Linked DNA regions of Sus scrofa: region 2 is linked to region 1. Evidence: chromatin contacts called from public HiChIP or PLAC-seq data. All regions are on one chromosome and are shown on one strand. Each heading gives the region's core, a stretch centred on a gene start, on an enhancer-like site or on the middle of the called end of the contact. The rest is flanking DNA. Distances are from core to core; before and after follow the strand shown.

Region 1 (3,618 bases), core at 430-2,929:
TGTAAAGGGCATCTACTTACCTGGAGCCCACACCAGCGCTGATGCCCGAGGCCTGCCCAGGCCCTGGGGGCCATCATGCCCCGTCAGATCACCTCTGCTCTCTGCATCCTGCACACTCCTCTTTCTGATCCCTTCTTTCTAGTCTAGATTTTGATTTTTGCCCCAACAGAGATTTGGGGACAGTGGCATTAACAAGCCATTCTCTCTTGGGATCCCCAATGAGATGTTTTTTCTTGGCACCATTTTCTTTGGCTGAATCTGGGAGCATGTGCAAGTTCCCAGGCCAGGGATGGAACCCACGGCACAGCAGTGACACGCTGGAGGATCCTTAACCTCCAGGTCCCCAGGGAATTCCCATGGTACCATTTTGAAGGGGTGGTGGGTGGTTAGGCAGCCTACTGACCAGATGGCACACCAGATCTGTTCTGCGTGTAGTTTAGAAAGCAGGACCAATTTTAGCTAGATTTGTTTTTACATTTTTTTTTAAAGTAAAGATTGCTTTTCTAATTATCCCTTTTAGTATCCACTGGCTCACTAATTTCTTTGTAATGGTTTTTTTGTATGATTGACTTACAAAGTAGAACCATCTTAACTATCTCCTAATTATTAAATTCTCTCCTATAATGTTTCATTTCGGTTTTAATGATGACATTGTCAAAACAATTTAGTTTAAGTACATGATTCTGCTAGGGGGCTATTAACGCTGGATCATTATAGGATTAAACCATCATCTAGTTATTCTCACGCCATTTTATTTCCAAAATAGAATTTGTCTGACTTTCTCCCGTAACTTGTTTTTATTATTAGAATAACATATGTATATATATTTGAAAGTAAGCTCTGTACACTAGCAGCCCCTCGCATTACCTAATAGGAGTGGAAATACCGTGGTCACAGTTAATAAATATTATTAGAGGACAACAAGCATGATGTGGGAGCTTGACAATAGCACAAGAACAGGACTATTGACCCTGAGGACATGGGGACAACGACTGTGGGTCGACATCAGAGGACAAGTGAAGCTGTATTTATGTACCTCATTTGTCTCCCGTTGCTTAGTGACCAGTTACCTTTATGGTTTCCAGGGTGGAGGACACGGGTTTGGTTGGTTTCCCTGTTAAGCCCGGAGCTCTTACAAAATGTAAATGAAAAACCCCATTGCTCTACTGCAGGATCGCCTAACAGAGGGAGCATCTGCCCATGGAGGGTCCCTTCTGCTTTTTTTTTTTTCTTTTTCTTTTTAGGGCTGCACCTGAGGCATATGGAAGTTCCCAGGCTAGGGGTTGAATTGGAGCTACGGCTGCTGGCCTACACCGCAGCCACAGCAACATGGGATCTGAGCCACACCTGTGACCTACCCACAACTCATGGCAACGCCGGGTCCTTAACCCACTGAGTGAGGTCAGGGATCGAGCGCACATCCTTCTGGATACTAGTCGGGTTCTTAACCTGCTGAGCCACCACAGGAACTCTCTGTCCCTCTGTTTCGGAGGCTGAACACTACTTTTGTATTTTCTATCAGAACACATTAACTTCATAAACTTAAAAATGTTTTTAAAGCTCTTGTACAGTTGTGTAATTGAACGTGAAGTAATGGAATAAGCAGGCCTGGAAACCATAAAACTCCCACTGGGGATGTTTCACAGCAGCTCAGATTAGGGTGTGGTCCTCCTACCCCCTAAGGCTAGGGCTTTGGTCAAGCACCGCCTCATGACTGACTAACTTCTCCAGGAGCTGCAGCAAGTTGTAGCCCCAGGAAATGCCAACTCCTCCCCCACCCCGCCCCCACGTGCCCTGGTCTTGGTCAGGTTTTAAAGTTTCCCTTCCTTTTATTCCAGATCCGGAAGAAGCCATTTATGATGATGTGCCAAGAGAAAATTCAGACTCCGAGCCAGGTTTGATTTGGGGCTGGAATCGAGTTTTATGAGTTGAGTCTGCAGTTTTTCCCTCTGGGTATAAGCGTGCAGCTTACCTGCCAGGGCCACAGCCCATGTGGGGCTCGTCACGATCTGTAGTTTATGGTGTCCCCATGTGCACACGCGTGCATGTGTTTATATTACAACTCTCGAGGGGGGTAATTTTTTCAATTACCCTAAAGTATCAGAAGGAGTTAGAGACGTGAAAAAATAGGAAGGTAAGACACAGGGAAGCTGGAAATGCCAGCATGTACCTAATAAATGATATGACAACATGGGGGAAAGAATCACTGAGGATTTTCTAGAATTAAAGATGGAAGTTATCAGATTGTAGAAATATGAATTCAAAGCAGAGTGCAGATGAGTCTGCACTGAGGCACACGCAGTTCACGTGACTGAGCACAGCCCCGTTGTGACATCTGGCAGCAGGGGAGAGAGCGTGGCCACCCAGGGAGGAACAGCAGCATAATGTTCTCAAAAGTGCTGAAGGAAAGTGTTCCAGCCCAGGTTTCCACACCCAGCCAAAGTGTAAACCTTTTTTTTCCTTTCTTTTTTTTTTTTGTCCTTTGTCTTTTTAGGGCCTCACCTGTGGCATAGGGAATTCTCAGGCTAGGGGTCGAATTGGAGCTACAGCTGCTGGCCTACACCACAGCCTCAGCAACATGGGATCTGAGCCACATCTGCGACCTACACCAGAGCTCACGGCAATGCTGGATCCTTAACCTACTAATCGAGGCCAGGGATCGACCCTCAACCTCATCGTTCCTAGTTGGATTTGTTTCGGCTGGGCCACAGTGGGAACTCATCAATCTTTTTTTTGTTTGTTTTTAATTGTATTGTATTGAAGTATAGTTGATTTACAGTGCAGTGTTAATTTCTGCTGTACAGCAAAGTGACTCAGTTATACATACATATCCATTCCCACATAGGTCATTGCAGAACACTGAGTAGCGTTCTCTGTGCTGTGCAGTGGGTTCCCATTGACCATCCATTCCATAGAGCTCAGTGTGCATGTGCCAATCCCAAACCCCCAGTCCATCCCCTACCAACCACTTCTCCCCTTTGGTAACCATAAGTTTGCTTTCAAAGTCTGTAAGTCTGTTTCTATTTTGTGAATAAGTTCATTTGTATAATTTTTTAAGATTCCACATATAAGTGATATCATGCGATACTTGTCTTTCTCTGGCTTATTTCACCTAGTATGATAATCTCTAGTTCCATCCACATTGCTACAAATAGCATTATTTCATTCTTTTTTAATGGCTGAATAGTATTCCACTGTATATACATATACCACATTTTCTTTTTTCTTTTTAAAGTTTTATGGTCACACCCACAGGGTATGGAAGTTCCTTGGCCAGGATTGAATTGGAGCCACAGCTGTGGCAACACTGGATCCTTTAACCTGTTTGGCTGGGCTGAGGATCAAACCCACAGCTCCTTAACCCACTGTATCATAGCAGGAACTCCGTCTTTATCCACTCCTCTCTCAATGGATGCTTAGGTTACTTCCATGTCTTGGCTGTTGTAAATGGTGGTGTGAACATTGGGGTGCCTGTATCTTAAGGTTTTAACAAGAGAAATAGCCTCTGGGAGTTCCCCTCATGGCTCAGTGGTTAACGAATCAACTAGGAATCATGAGGTTGCGGGTTCTATCCCTGGCCTTGCTCAGTGAGTTAAGGATCCGGCGTTGCTGTGAGCT
Region 2 (3,618 bases), core at 409-2,908, 110 kb after region 1:
GGTCCAGGCTCACTGCCCCCAACACCCGATGCTCAAGACGACATCCTGGTGGCCATCCTCCCTCCCCCCCAGACCAAGGCTTGGGTTTGAGCCAGTCCTCCTGACCTTGAAACCCCTCGAGGACAGACAAGGGATCTCAGTTAAAGTGGTGACAATGTCTCTTCAGTTCCTACCCACAGTGGGAAGGGCCAGGGCCCCCGGGATTCACACAGAGGTGACAGCAACTTCCAGGGAGGCTGAAGGAGCAGGACGGGACACAGGGGACCCGGGGACGGTGCCAAGGCCTGCTGTGTGTCTGCAGGTGGCAGTTTCCAGAGTCAGGACTCTGCCCTCCCCAGGGCCTGGGACCCCGGCCCTGTCCTTCCTGAAGATTCTGTCTGGAAGGCATGACTCTAGGGCCCTTGACAGATGCTCCTGGGCTGTGGCAGGTCCACAGCTGTCCCCACACAGAGGAGGAGCTCACTCTCATCAGCTCTAGTTAGTAAATGCTCTTGGGAGGGTCAGGGCTGCAACTGGCACAGACAGTGGGCTCTCCCGGCAGCCTGGGGCCTCTTTGGGGTCTGTCCTCCTGGGACACAGCTTCAAGGGGCTGGTGGCCCTGTTGGAGTTTGGCGGACAGTCCTGGTGTTGAAGTCTGGATGGAGCTGTGGGGTCCTTGGGCAGAACAGGCAGCCCTGTTGGGGGCAATGCTCAGAGACCAGTGAGATTCAAGTCCAACCCCACGCCTTTTCTGCAAATTCGATATTAACCTTTCTTATGCATTCCGATAACATCTTCTACTTCCATGGCATAATTTGGAAATGCTCTAAAATTTGAGCAGTGATGGTATAATTGGGCTTGCACATATGATCTAAGAAAAAAAATTAATATCTGAAAAATATACATCACATCCTTTGCCGCGGTTTCAGCATTGTGTCATCATTGAAATGTACTGCACACGCCAAGCCAGGCTGCCCTGTTTCCTCCTGGGTTTTAGACCACGGGCCCCTCTGGATAATGTAGGAGTAACTTGATATCGGGTCTGTGGGTCACGAAGGCTGTTTTCCTTCAGCCGGCGTTCCTGGGATGTGGGAGGTCAAGACCGAGGCCTCCGTGGCCAGCGCAAAGCTGCACAACAGCTGTGGCCATTTAGAGCGTGTTTACTCTGCAAATGAAACTTTGGGATGCTAGAGGGAACTTACAGGAGGATGTGGTCACGTCTGCTGCTCTAAAAGCAGCTTCAATTTGGGTCTGAAAGGCCCAGGACGGCAGCCTTTGTGAGCTGTGGCTGGCGGAGCCCAAGGCCATGGTAACCAGACGTAGGGATGGCAGTAAATCTCAGTTTCTGTCAGGGCGCAGAGTCCTGGAATCTCCTCCAAGGCAGGGCACCTTCGGGGCAAAATCAGCACCTTCAGGGCAGCTGGCTTGGGGCGGGGACAGGACCGCAGCATGTCTCGTGTGCAGACCTCACCGGCAGTTCCCATTCCATTTCTTCTGCACTTTTCTGCCATTCATCCTCAGTGTCCTCCTCCTTGGAAGGACTTTACAGCCGACGCCCTGATCTGCCAGGCACTGTTCTGCACACATGGCGCGTCCCATCCCCTCTTGCTGGTCACAGACCCTGTCTGTAAACACCCAGGGCAGGGACACAGCAGAGCAGTGTCCACGGCCGCCTTTGTGTGTGTGAAAGCGGCTGTGGGAACAAAGGACAGACAAAGGCTCTTTCTTACTGTGGGCTCTGGTCTGAATTCCTCGTGTTTCCTCGGTTCCAGCGGGATGGCATCCAGGAGCAAATGCGACAACTGCTCCCAGAGCAGGGACCACAGTAGAGAAAAGCAAGAGGAAGCTGTTAATTCCTCACAGCTCTCCTTAGTGGTTAAAGGGTTTTCTTTGATGTCGATCTCTGTGTCCCTTTGCCACAAAGTCGCAGTCCAGGGAGTTTGTGAGCGTGTCAGCAAGGTCCTTCTCTAAGCCTTGGCTCTGGTCCCCACCCCCGCCCCGTCCAGTCACTAATCGTTTCTGATACTTTCTTTGGCCCCGTTCAAATGCATTAAACTCAAATGGCTATTCGGATTCTAGGAAGGGAAGGATCCTATCAAAGCGGAAGTAGGAGCAGTTATTTCAGCAGTTCTTGAGTTCCTGCTGTGCCATGAGCATGAGCAGGCCTAGCACAGCTGTGCCCCCGCCGCTGGTATGACTGGGGTCCTGAGGGTCAGGGAGGGCTTCCTGGAGAAGGCAGTCCCAAGCCCAGTGCAGGACAGACCCCGGGACGCCGTAGCTGGGGGACTGCTGTTGGTGGCAAGCCAGACAAGCGAGGGATGGGCAGGTGGCTGAGCAGGGCTGGCTGTGGGCTTGGCGTGGTTGTGGGGAGCATGGGAGGTGACGGGAGGGGAGACAAGGTCATGGGGGCCAGTGCTTCCAGAGGGCCCCTTGGGTCTTGCCTTTGACGCGCGATGGGCCTTCAGAAGGTCCTCAGCCTTGGGCACTAGTGGATGGAGGAGCGGGATGCAGTGAGGGTGCCTGTGCCAAGGCCATTGGGCTGTCCACCCATCCCCACGATGTGTCCCCATGAAGCTGAGGCAGGGAGGACAATGCTGTGAGTGAGCAAGACAGGTGCTCAGCACCTGTGGGCGGAGGGCTGTGACCGCAACAGAGCCCTGAGACCCTTGAGTGCAGGGTGGGTGATCTTCTGCCCCCTCAGGAGCAGGGACCAAGCGGGGAAGGGGGGGTGGTTAGAACCATCTTGCGGGAGAAAAGCAAACTCATCAGTGACTTCGACATCCTGAGGGACAAGCATCAAAGACCAGAGGCCCCTGACTGCCTCCTCCACCCCCATCCCTCTGCTTTGTTTCCCATGAACCAGGGCTCAGCACAGGTGGGGGACACAGTGGGACTCAGCCCTCGGCTGCCCCTTGGCAGGAAGCAGAGAGCCCCCAGTCCTCAGCGGACTGGATGTGGACTGCGTCAGATGAGATTTGAGATTCCAGAAACTGCGGGGTCGTGGGGGAGGGGGGAGCTGCCAGGATGCCCCTGCCCACCTCCAACTGCTGCTTGTTTTTGTTTTTCTCATTCTGGGTAGCCAGTACTTGGTCCCGCCCCACATGGCCAGGCACTTTCTAAGCCCCAGAAACGCCAGCAGGAATCAGCTGCCTTACCCATCAGTGTTTCCAGACCTCAGGTGTGACTCATGCATCAGGAAATCAATCTGCTGGGATGCAGCTGCACCTATGGATTGAAATAGAGCAGAATAACCAACATCAGAGCTTATCACACAAAGTGGGGGTGAGCAGTTATCCCCCCCTACAGACACACAAATACAGACACACAGACAGGCATACATAGACACACACAGACACATAAATACAGATACACACAGACACAGACTCACACAGAGACACAAACACAGAAACACAGACATACTCACACACAGACACAGATACTCAGACACACACATACAGACACACAGATACACACACATGGGCCGACACACGCAGACACACACATGTCCTCCAGGGGCCACAGGAAGGGTCTTAATTGGCTGCCCCTCTGTGCCCACCTGCCTGGCCTCCTCTCCTGCTCCTGGGATGTTTGTATCACACAGCCAGCATCATCTTTGGTTAGAAGTCAGGGGGCTCCTGG

The links. HiChIP or PLAC-seq counts read pairs in DNA pulled down with a chosen protein or histone mark.
Region 2: an H3K27ac HiChIP or PLAC-seq map of alveolar macrophages shows a contact between it and region 1. The contact joins two enhancer-like sites. A contact is called at or near these places in 2 of 5 promoter capture datasets (fetal skeletal muscle and liver), 27 of 47 Hi-C or Micro-C datasets (alveolar macrophages, blood, brain and 13 more) and 2 of 2 datasets of contacts at active chromatin or transcription factors (alveolar macrophages and skeletal muscle).

What each region holds. Positions count from the first base shown.
Region 1 is chr15:33,399,137-33,402,754 of Sscrofa11.1, forward strand. ARHGEF10 (rho guanine nucleotide exchange factor 10) reads left to right here. Exons shown (of 30, transcript XM_021076496.1): 7 at 1,839-1,895. Among named protein-coding and RNA genes, the nearest start is that of ARHGEF10, 31 kb to the left of the region's middle. Within about 2 kb of position 1,680, at least 6 of the 83 cell types and tissues checked have an H3K27ac peak or open chromatin away from gene starts, as enhancers often do. A contact at or near this core is called in alveolar macrophages, where this site is marked.
Region 2 is chr15:33,506,628-33,510,245 of Sscrofa11.1, forward strand. No RefSeq gene overlaps it. Among named protein-coding and RNA genes, the nearest start is that of KBTBD11, 21 kb to the left of the region's middle. Within about 2 kb of position 1,659, at least 21 of the 83 cell types and tissues checked have an H3K27ac peak or open chromatin away from gene starts, as enhancers often do. A contact at or near this core is called in alveolar macrophages, where this site is marked.